2 separate regions of the Mus musculus genome follow, and region 2 is linked to region 1. Evidence: chromatin contacts called from public promoter capture Hi-C data. All regions are on one chromosome and are shown on one strand. Each heading gives the region's core, a stretch centred on a gene start, on an enhancer-like site or on the middle of the called end of the contact. The rest is flanking DNA. Distances are from core to core; before and after follow the strand shown.

The links. Promoter capture Hi-C pulls out the DNA fragments that hold promoters and counts their contacts.
Region 2: a contact with region 1 is called in a promoter capture Hi-C map of liver, with 2.4 times the contacts expected there. The contact joins the promoter of Usp42 here to the promoter of Arpc1a in region 1. A contact is called at or near these places in 2 of 39 promoter capture datasets (liver and second pharyngeal arch cranial neural crest).

The regions. Positions count from the first base shown.
Region 1 is chr5:145,081,257-145,087,337 of GRCm38.p6, reverse strand. It overlaps Arpc1a (actin related protein 2/3 complex, subunit 1A), which reads right to left and starts at 3,469. Exons shown (of 10, transcript NM_019767.2): 1 at 3,366-3,469.
Region 2 is chr5:143,730,180-143,735,469 of GRCm38.p6, reverse strand. Usp42 (ubiquitin specific peptidase 42) reads left to right here and starts at 3,190. Exons shown (of 18, transcript NM_029749.2): 1 at 3,190-3,307. It overlaps Gm38737 (a long non-coding RNA gene), which reads right to left and starts at 3,015. Exons shown (of 3, transcript XR_868672.3): 1 at 1,618-3,015; 2 at 763-916; 3 at 39-412.

The DNA of each region.
Region 1 (6,081 bases), core at 2,220-4,719:
GCAAGACTCCCATTGTAAAAACAGAAACAAATAAACAAACTTTCAAGATGGCACATAACTGTAATCTCAGCACTCAGAAGGCAGAGGCAGGAGACTCACTATTCATTCCAGGCCAGTCAGAGCTACACAGTGAAACCTTGTCTCAGAACAAAGAGCTGAGGGCTAATATGATGATGGCTCAGCTAGCAAAAGGGGTTTGGTGGCAAGTCTAATGACCTGAGTTTGTTGCCTAGAGCCTACATGGTAGAAGAGAACCAAACTGTCTTCTGACTTTCACATATGCACCACAGCACATATGCACATACACAGTGTCCGTATCTCTCGTTTCTAATAACTGTTAAACTCAAAATAACATCTTATGGGACCTGGGGGGGCTGGGGGGGGGGAAGTTCAATGGTCAACAGCACTTGCTGCTCTTCCAGGACCAGAATTCAGTTCCCAGCACCCGTAATGTCAAGCAGCTTCTGTGTATATCCAGTTCCAAAGAACCTGACACCTCTGCAGGCAACTACCCACGTATGGCAACATACACATACACACCTTTTAAAAAACGGGTTGTTACAAATATTATTAACTGCAAGCAATGAAGCTTAAAACCAAATCTGATGAACTCGCTTGTTACTGAACAAAACTGGTTTGTAAACTAATAACTTGGATATCCACATGTAATAGGGATGCCTATTTCATGAAGAGCTGAAAGTTGCACATGCAGATAGAGACTTTCTCATTCTCCTATTTAGTTTTTCTTAAGGACATACATACTTAAGGTTCCAAAAGAGATGACCAGTCACACAACAGCAGAAATACTTCTACAACTGCATTTCTAATTTTGTCTATAGTCAAGTCCTATAATTGAACACGCATTCAGACATATCCTTCCTTTATAGTCATTTGGCTATTTTAAGCCACAATTTTGTACCAAGTAAAATAAACCTTCATTCATATGGTGATAATTTTAAGTCACTAAGCTGCAGGTGGTATTTAAGCAATGTTTGAAAATCTTAACAAGACTCAAAAGGAGAAAAGGGAACACCATAGGCGATTGCATGAACTTAAAAGGTTTTTCTGGGCACTCGTGAGGCAGAGGCGGAAGGATCTCTGTGAGTCCCAGGCCAACCAGGACTATATACAGTTGAGACTCTGCCTCAAACAAAACCAACCAACCAAAACGCAGGCATCAGGCGCCTGTTGCCACTGTCCAGCACTGAGGGATAAAGAGGACTGAAGGAAGAGGCTCCTACTCTCTTCAGCTTTCACTTAGCATGGTCTTTCTTCCTGCCCTACTGGTGAGCCTACCTACCTATGCACTGTGCACACCAGGCAAGGGCTGCACCAACTCAGCCACATTCCCAGCCTTCAAGTGGAGTCATGTTAATGTCGAGTTAGCCATGGAAATCTGAGACGAGGGGACCTGAGCTTGAATCTTCATTTTGACACACACATGAGATGCTGGGCAAATTTTCATTTCATCTCCAAATGGCATTACAAGACAACCGTTGGGAAGATTAAATGAGATAGCACATAAAAGCAGCACAAAACTGATTCCGGTAAGTTAGTTCTCTGATCTTTTGGGTTGTAAGCCTAGCCTTTAGTGGTGGAGCCATCTTGGAAGCCCAGTAAATTGGTTTTCTTTCTTCCTCTGACACAAAGCTTTGAACCAGTCCTAGAAGGACATGTTGGTGTCTTGACCCCATTCCACTGGGACTTGACAAATTCACATAAGTTAGAGTTTCCATTCCCTGTTAGGGTCAATTTCAAGTCATTGATTCACCTAGTTTCTTTTTTCTTTTTCTTTTTTTTTTTTTTTTTTGGTTTTTTGAGACAGGGTTTCTCTGTATAGCCCTGGCTGTCCTGGAGCTCACTCTGTAGACCAGGCCGGCCTCGAACTCAGAAATCCGCCTGCCTCTGCCTCCCGAGTCCTGGCATTAAAGGCGTGCGCCACTACGCCCGGCTTTCATCTAGTTTCTAATTGCTCTCCTTACCCAGCCCAGCGATACCTGTGCTCCAACAGGTCACCACGCCCTACCAATGTTCTGACAGGCTTCATTAGAAATTCCAGCTTCATCAGACCATCTCCACACTTCCTGTAGAGAACTTATTTTGACCTAACACTAGATAATTTAGATTCAAAACACTGCCACCCATCCTCTAAAGGAGTCTGCAATTTCCAATGGGTCCTCTCAGCTGTGAACAGCATATGAATTGAAGAAGCCTTCCCCCAACCCCCACCCCTGAGACAGCCAGTGACTTGATCTAATGGGGTAAACACCCGGGACTGATAACTTATAGAGACCTGAAATCCTAAGGCCTACTAGGAAACCAAAAGATTAAGGGAACTGATAAAATAGGATGCCAACCTAGGTCATTTCAGAAACTGGGCAAGGAGAAGATAGGAGAGAAACACACCATGACAACAGATGGCTTTATACTCAGAGATTCTAAGCTGCAATTTATTAAGTGCCTCCCATGTTCCCAACAGTGTTCAGTATCTGAACGGGGCCAGGAACATGAATAAATCCTTGTCCTCATGTCCTTCTCCGGAGGAAAGAGAGCAGAAAGTAAAGGAAGGCAGATATGCCTTGAAAGTCTCAGAAGCACCAGTAATGGCTATCATTTATTATCAGATCATTTGAACAGCTTCTCTGGGTTAGGAATTGCTGTAAGCAACTCAAGCACACGAACTCCACGCGAAACCCATAAAACCAAGTAGACTAAGAATCTTCTTACTGCAGCTGGGGAAACTGAGGCACCAAGAAACAACCTTCCCAGAGACACCTGACAAAGTGGCAGAGTCAAACGGGAACTCGGAGGGTTCTACATAAAGGACCCTATGAATACGGGTGCAGAGGAGAGTACAAGTCTGACTTGCGGGGGCGGGGGCTAGAGCTAGGGAATCTTAAGGTTACTGGAAAGATGGGCTTTCTCTTGCTGGGAAGGGTTCCCCAATAACTGACGGTTCGGAGGCTGCTCTAGGCAACATCCTAGATGTTGACGAGATGAACAGATACTCGTGACAAGCCACCGGGGGATGGGGGGGGAGATCCGCCCGTCTAAACTAATTTTACAGATTGTGGTAAATGCTCACAGTAGGGGTGCAAATGGTACTATGGGGGTGTCGGAAGCCGAGTTGTTCCTTCTCTCATCCGAGATGGAGGGCAGCTGGAAAGTGCTCAGAAACGCTCGGTCTGTGTGTGAGGGGGGCACCAGGGACTCAGAGGTAACCACGAAGGGCTGAGATCCCGGGCCCCTCAGCTCCAGACCCCGCGCCTAACAGCCCTGGGCCCGCCGCCCCCGCGTGCCATAGAACATACAAAAAAAAAAATGGAGGCGACCCGGGCCAGACTCTCCGCCCTGTGGCTCCTTACCTGAGGTTGGGGAGGTCTGGAGGTCCGGAGCGGACGATTCGCGGACTCTGGTCAGTCGACGCGAACTGGCTCCGGCGGGCGCGGACGGAGGAGGGAGGCCTAGAGGGAGAGGCTGACAGATCCCGGAAGTGACCGGAGCGCCTGCGCAGAGCGGCCGCTCTCAGCTGGCGCTTGGCGCAGGCGCAGGCGCAGAACGTAGCCTTTGTTGGCGTGTTCTGTCTGAAGAGCGGCTGCTGCTCAGGTGAGGCAGCCGCTCGTCAGCGCTAGGGCGTGCTTGTGGAACTGGATGGGCGTCCTACTCCTTTCTTTAAGGAGGTTTTAACACACACACATTTCTGAACCATGGCCCAAGTGTGCAGCGTTGGGAGCTTCTCAAGTGCTTTTTGTTACAAATTACTGAGCTAGGATCTCTCAGGCTTTGTGGTTCTGAAGAACAATTCAAAATAAAATAAAATAAAATAAAAATATTTATGTGGCTGGGCGGTGGAGGCGCACGCCTTTAATCCCAGCACTTGGGAGACAGAGGCAGGTGGATTTCTGAGTTTGAGGCCAGCCTGGACTACAGAGTGAGTTCCAGGACAGTCAGGGCTACACAGAGAAACCCTGTCTCCAAAAAAAAAAAAAAAAAAAAGAATTATATGGATGTCTGTGTCGGTATACGCATGTGAATTCAGGTGCCCCTGGAGGCCAAGAGAGCAACAGATCCTCTTGGAGCTGGAATTGTAAGTTACACCATGTGGGTGCTGGGAACTGAACTCAGGTCCTCAGCGAGAACAATACAATCTTTTAAGCTGAGCCATCTTGCCAGCCCTTGAAACTATGTTTGTGTTCCTTCATAGAGGGTGGGTCAGAACTGGTGACTATTTTCTGCCTGGCGGACTGTCCCTGTCCTGGACCCTCAGTAGAAAGTCTCAAGTCTACCTAAGAGTCCCCTTGACTGTTCCTAGATCAGGACCACTTGTTCCTGCACCCACAATGACACCACAAGAAGGCGCAATGGTGACATGGAAAGAGTGTATTCTATGTAGATGCAATTTATAAGAACTGCCCTGAATGCTACATCCAGTCAGACTGTTGCCCCTGCTCTGGTAGAAATTATGAAGCAACCAGTTAAGTACCCAGGTTCCACTAGAGGTAGGCACCCCAGTCCTTGTCTTGTGGTGGTCTATATATTTGACCCAGTGGACAGTAAACACTGCCCTAACAGAAATAAGGGAATAGTCTATTTCGAGTCAAATATCCATGAGCATTGCTTAGCAGTGCTCGGATTCCTTACCCTAAGTGTTTGCCCCACCTTGAAAACAGTTGCGTTATGGTCTTTAGAATTATTATCGGTCTGTGTGTGTGTGTGTGTGTGTGTGTGTGTGTGTGTGTGTGTGAGTGTGTGTGTGTGTGAGTGTGAGTGTGTGTGTGAGTGTGTGTGTGAGTGTGAGTGTGTGTGTGTGCTGTGTGAGTGGGTAGCACTCATATGGTGGTCAGAGGTCAGCTCTGTGAACTCAGTTCTCTGCTTTCACCTTTACACGGATTCCAGAGATCCAACTCATGTGGTCGGACTTGTTCAGCAAGCGCTTTTCCCACCAAGCCATCTCGCTGGCCTTGGGTGAACTTTTATAGTTGCAGGACAAGAGAAAGCCACACATCAGAACATTTAGCAGAGTTGCATTGGTGGGAACATCGGATAGGAGGGTTATAGCAAGAAGAGTCAATCTTTCCTAGGTTTCAACTTAGGTTAGAGAACTCTTAGCCTTAGTGTTGGAGGAAGCTAGAGATCTGCTGATACACCACAAGGGCTTTACATAACAAGCCTGAGAAGGTTAGCTAAGTATAAAAATAAAGATCATGGCTAGTGTTGTAGCTCAGTTGACAAGAGTGCTTACCTAACAGTCACAAACCCCTCTGTTAGCTCCAGCCCTGTACAAACCTGACGCGGTGCCACGTGCCTGTAACGGCAAGCACTTCAGAGGCAGAGGGAGGAAGATCAGAGCCAGTGTAGGCAACATAAGGGTTTGAGGGCAGCCTAGACTACATGAGATCGTGTCTCAAAAAAGAAGACTCACTAGGCTGGAGAGATGGCTCAGTGGTTAAGAGCACTGACTGCTCTTCCAGAGGTCCTGAGTTCAAATCCCAGCAACCACATGGTGGCTCACAACCATCTGTAATGGGATCTGATGCCCATTTCAGATGTGACTGAAGACAGTGACATGTATGTATGTATGTGTGTGTGTTCTATTAAAAATCGAAGATTCAAAAAGGGAAATGAAGGCTAGTAGATAACTACTAAATGGCCTGAGATGCCCCGAGATACTTTTGGAGTCTATAACATTTGATCTCTTCACACTACATCCTAATTGAGCAAGGCCAAGCAGTCTGCATGACCTTAAATAGAGACGGGACTTCAAGCAACTTCCATCCAGAAGCCCTTGATTGTAAGGCACCGTCTACAGAGGCAAATCTGCAATACTCCAATCGCACACCCATGTGGTATTATTTACAGTTAAATAGTTCAGTTGTTCACAGACTTAGAGTTCTTCCTGACTTAGAGCTCTTATAATTTGAATTTATTCCATGGCTACAGGTCCTGTCATGGGGAAGCAAGGGAATGGAGTGGGAAGATAATTGTAAGTTGGATATCCTACCTCAGAGACAACTGGACAGAGGAAAAATAGCATTCCTGGAAAGCAAGGCTTCCTCATGCATTGTGGGGTAAGTGAGCCAT
Region 2 (5,290 bases), core at 1,941-4,440, 1.4 Mb after region 1:
GAGACCCTGTCCCAAGAAATGTAACCGTGGATGAAGGAGATGGGTCCTTTATTGAAACAGTTTTACATTTATTTGGTGTTGGGGGTGTTGCACATCTGCTGCAGCATGCTTGTGGCGGAGATCACAGGACAACTGGAGGAGATTAGTTCTCTCCTTCTTCTAAGTTGGTCCCAGAAATCTAACTCAGGCCCTGAGGCTTTCAGCAAGCGCCTTTTCAAACTACTTAGCCATTTCACTGATCTGTCCACCGATCCTCCAGTAAAGTTCTGCCAAGCAGTAAGAACTGAGATAGATGGCCATAACTCATATGCAGCTGTGGTGACATGGACTTGCTTGCCTAGGTCTGAGGTGGTAAAGCCTTTATCGCCAATGAGTCTAGCCTTCTTGGCATGTTCCAGGCCAGTGAAAGTCACTGTCTCAAAAACAAAACAACACAATACAAAACAAAACAAAACAGGATCTAGTGATGCCTGAAGTTCTCCTCTGGCATGCATACACACACACACACACACACACACACACACACACCCTACAGATGGTGTACATGTTTGTACACCCCAGTTATCTCAGTTCTCCTGAGACTGGTGCAGGAGGATCTGTGGTTCAAAGTCAGGTACACAGCTAGTTTTAGGCCAGCCAGGACTATATGATACCCTTTCTCAAAAAAGCCTGCTGTCAGAGAAGGAATGATCCGGCCATGGCATACCTCTATTGCTTAGAGTGGTGGCTATGGTAAGAATTGCAAGGGGGCAATTCTCTTACCTCTGAGATGTCTGCACGATCTTCTAGAATGCACTCTGTGCTTTGGGAGAGCTACTTTCCAAGGCCACAGCAGACGACCTGAAGTGCTCTCGGCGGGAACAGTGTTTCAGGCATAGTTGCAGTGGTCTTCTGTAGATGCTGTCTTGCCCTTCCACTTCCAGGGAGTAGAGAGGGGACATAGCACAGGACATGTGGATCTCAGGGGTTTGATGGATGCCATCTAACCAAGCTCTCAGTTCAGTGTGACACACGAAGATGCCAAATGTTAACCTCTGTTCTACACACACACATACACACACACACACACACACACACACAGAGGAAATATGAGAGCTATTAACAGTTGACTTCCTAATGAGCATGCACACCTGCAAGTGTGTCCATACACATACTACACAAATATGGTAGCAGTTGAAAAAAAAAACCACTTGATGTTGACCTGTTTTTGACATACACACACTCAGACATATCACACACACGCACACACACACACAAAATGCTTTTATAGTCAAATTGTTAAGGTGACCTGAATTAAAGAACATCAAACTTTGTGTAAAATCAAAGCAGAAGTGAGGGCCATTTGAGAATGTTTTGTCCACTGGGGCCAAATTCTCTTTCTTCCCTCATTTAAATCTGTAAGCCCAGCACTTGCAGATTGAGGCAGAGGTTGTAGAGTTTAAAGCCATTATACAGAATAAGACCCTGCCTCTAAAAACAAACACCAAACCCCATTCTTAATAAATCCCAACAGGGGCGGGGTAAACTTCTGGGACCTCAAAGGGAAGTGTTCTGAAATACCATAACGTTTAGCTAGATAACTAGTCCCTCAGTTCCTCAGCATTTGAATTTAATTACCTGGAAAAGGCAAAGTACTGAGCAGGTAGTTCTAGTCGCACAAATTGGTCATTTTCCTTGAGATGGGGTCTCAGTCTATAGTCTTGGCTGACCTGGATTACAGACAGGATTTTACTCTGTAGTCCAGGCTGGCTTGAACTCATGGCAATCCTTCTGCCTAAGCTGCTGAATTCTAGGATCACAGACATGGGTTATTTTACCTTTTGCAAATCTCTTAATAATGGTCTACAGTGGTGAAATTCCATAACCATTTTTTGTAAAGAAAAAAGTTGTGGTGTTAATTTTGACAGGAGATGCTGAAATGTGAGCAACTAGGATTCTCTTTCTCCTTTTTAATTCCTCAAAGTACTTGAGTTTTTTGCTCCAAATACTCAATAGACATTTTATAGCCAACCTATAGGGACTGTAATGAAGTTGGTAGCATGAGTAGGTATAGGCTCCTGACCTCTTTATAATGTTAAAAGCTTAACATAGCATGCTGTGGCTGGAATAAATGAAAGGAAAAAGGAAATATGGAGTTGGGTGTTTTGTTTTGAGACTGGGAGTCCTTCTGTAGCACAGGGTGTCTTCAAACTTGTGATTCTCCTGTCTCAGACTCACCTGTACTGGGAATCATTAAAATGGGACTTTTAATGCCCAAGCTAAAGAGCTTAGCTTCTTCTTCTGATCTGTGTTTTAAAATAAAACAAAAAACTGTGTCCACAAGAGTATAGTGAAACCAGAGTGGAGTGCTGGAGGAGTCAGTTAGACTAGGCTTAGTGAGAGAGAAGGCAAGTGGGTGGTGGGCAGGACCACAGCTCTTTAGGTCAGTAGGGTGTAGTGAACTGGTGGTCTAGGGGGTGAAAGGTTTTGATCAGCAGTGAATGCTCTTCAGGGGTGTGTACTAAATGGGTACCACAGGCAGGCGCTGGAGGGGAGAGAATACAAGGATGAACTACTTTGTCCAGCCTCAGGATCCAGGAAGTAACAAGAAGCATGACTGTAGGACTGGGGCGCAGTTGCCTCAATCTGGAGAGCTAAGACTTGAAGTGAGACGTTGAGGGGGGTGCATGGTCTGCTCTTTAGCCTGGCAGGGCTACGTAAGGTAGAGACAGCGGAGGCCCCATCGCGGTGAGGGCCCGTGGATCGCAGAGCCCAGTGGCCTCGCCACCGTAGTCCGCAGGGCCACGCGTAGGAGAGGCATGAGTCTCCCGGGATGGGAGCTCAGGTGTACTGGCTTTAGGGCCCCAACCCGGGCCACTCCGGGAACTCTGAACGGAAGCGGCCCCTCCCCGCCCTGCTGCCGGACACCCAGCCAATCAGTGCATCCCGCCAATCAGGGCGTCGGACCAATCAGTGTGCTTTCTCCGGCGGAGCCCGGCGCTTAGCTGACGCGTGAGGCCAGCCCGCGCCCCGCCGCCCTTGGGCGACGGCCCCTCCCGCGTTTGCCCGGCCCGTTAGCTGCGCGCCGCGCCTCTTGCGCGACGGCCCCTGGGCGGCGGAGGCCGTGGCGGCGGCGCGTGCGGGCGCGGCCCTGGTGCGCCCCCTGGCGGCCCGGCCGGCAAGCTGCGGGTGCGGCGCTGACCCGGAGGCGGCGGCGGCGGTGCCCGGATGGAGGCACGTCATTGTCCCCCGCCGGGCGGCTGGGCTGTGTGCGGCGGCGGCGGCGGCGGCGGCCGAGGGGGATGGAGCGAGTGCCGAGCCGGGTCAGGTAAGCTCCCGCCTCCTTCCCGCCCGCTGCAGGCCGGCGTGGGGCCGGGCCGCGTGTCCCTGGTTCGCGGCCTCAGCCGCCCCGCCGCCTTCAGCCGGCCGCGGCCCGCCGGGACTAGCGCGGCCCCTCGCCCGCCGCCCCCTCTACAGCCGCCGGGCGGCCCGGGGACCCCACGGCTGCGGGACTGGCGCTGCCGCCGCCCGGCCGGGCCAGGCCCGCAGAGCAGGAGGCGGTGGCCACGGCGGGCGGGCTCGCAGCGAAGGCAGCGCCGGGGTTGCACGGAAGGGCCGGACCCCCCTGGTTGCCATGGCCACAGCGCTCCCACCCCCACCGGCCCCAGCCCGCCCCCTCGGTCCGCTGCTCGGGCGGCCGGCAGCTACCGGGCCGCCCGGCGCGTTTGGAGCTGCCGGGGTGGGCGTGTGCACGCCGGGACAGTGTAGCCGGCGTAGCCGGCGTCCGGGGCCCGCCCGCCGCCCCCCCGCGTGGCTGCCACCTCCGGCTCCAGGGCGCCCCTCGGAGCTCCGGGCTGGCCTCCCCGCCCCCACCCCACCCCGACAAACTTTCCCACCCGGGCGCAGTCCACTAGGCTCCTCAGCAGAACACCCGAGTTGCCCACGCCGTAGCGGAGCGGACACCCGCAAGAGAGGCGGACAGCCGGGGGTGTTGGGGTGGGGGGGAGGAGCCCCGTAGCTCTTTCCCCTCCGAAAAAGCGAGTGTGCCTTCCTCCCCCAGGCTCTTTATCTTTTGGGGCACAGAGAACCAACTTACCTGGAGGAAAGGGCGGGTGGGAGGGATCAGATTCAGATGTTTGAAATGAAAATTTGACGGGACCAAAGTTTTACAATCTAGGACTTTAACCTCCCTAGAATACAGTTGAGATTACTTTTGTTGAATAGCTCTTTTATATCTGAAGGCCTTAGGACTTGCTTGTTTGTGGTTCTTTCAAGTAAATACACTCAAGTAACAAAAAGTGTCGGGGAAACTAGTTAACGCCCCTTTTACAAAGTAACAACCGGATCCAGGTTCGCACAGCTGTTTATGGAGGAGAACTTTTCTTCAAAGCATGCATTTTAAACGTTCTGCTTTTACCATGTCACTCATTCAGATGCTTAGGTCTGTGAATAATGAGTTACACTTATTTGTTTTTACTCAGGGACAGTTTCACTTTCTTTTCTGTAATCATTGATTCAAGACTACAGTAAGTACTTGGTTTGCAGAGTTTTACGGCTAATCATTCTGTTTACCAAAATACAATTAAAAACCAAGTGGTGTCTTTTTTTAAAGTTTCTTAAAACTGAAATGTTACCAGAACTTGTATAATACTGTTTATGAAGAGTTCGCATAACAGGTTTTTTTTAATGCGTTGACCTTATTTCTTCAGTGTATGTGGGGGGACACAATGTGTACATAGTGATATTCTTTCTTAAAATGAGAAAGATAAATGTAGCCTGGCATTTACTTATCGTAAAAGAGACCTAAGCAAGTAATTAGTCTTGCACATTTATTCAGCTTTGGTCCCTGGTCAGGTTTCAAAATGGACTGTTGTAACTTTGTATATCATGAAAAGGTGTTGGGACTGGCTGGGCTTTGAGTAAGTAGTTACCATTCACAGGCCGTTTTGAACACTAACTGTCAGACGCTTCACTTAGACTAAAAACAGGAGCCATATGAACCTGTCTTACACAATATAGCTGGGTTTTAAGAAAGGTTGGCTCTTATAGGTGGAGTTTAGTTTGATCCCTGGTGACTTTAAGGTGATATTCATTGGCTGAATATCCAAGTGAAGAAGATAGATGGGTTCTGTTATTCTTGCCAGAATCAAAACAATGACATATTTCTGATGACTTGAGTTGTGTTTTCCTTAATATTTATCTCCTAAGCCTATCACAGCATCTTTGCTAGAATGAGTACGGTGTTTTGTTTGGTTGGTTGTTAATCATTGTATGGAAAGGTTGCTTGTCCCAGGAAAATCAAGGGGTTTTA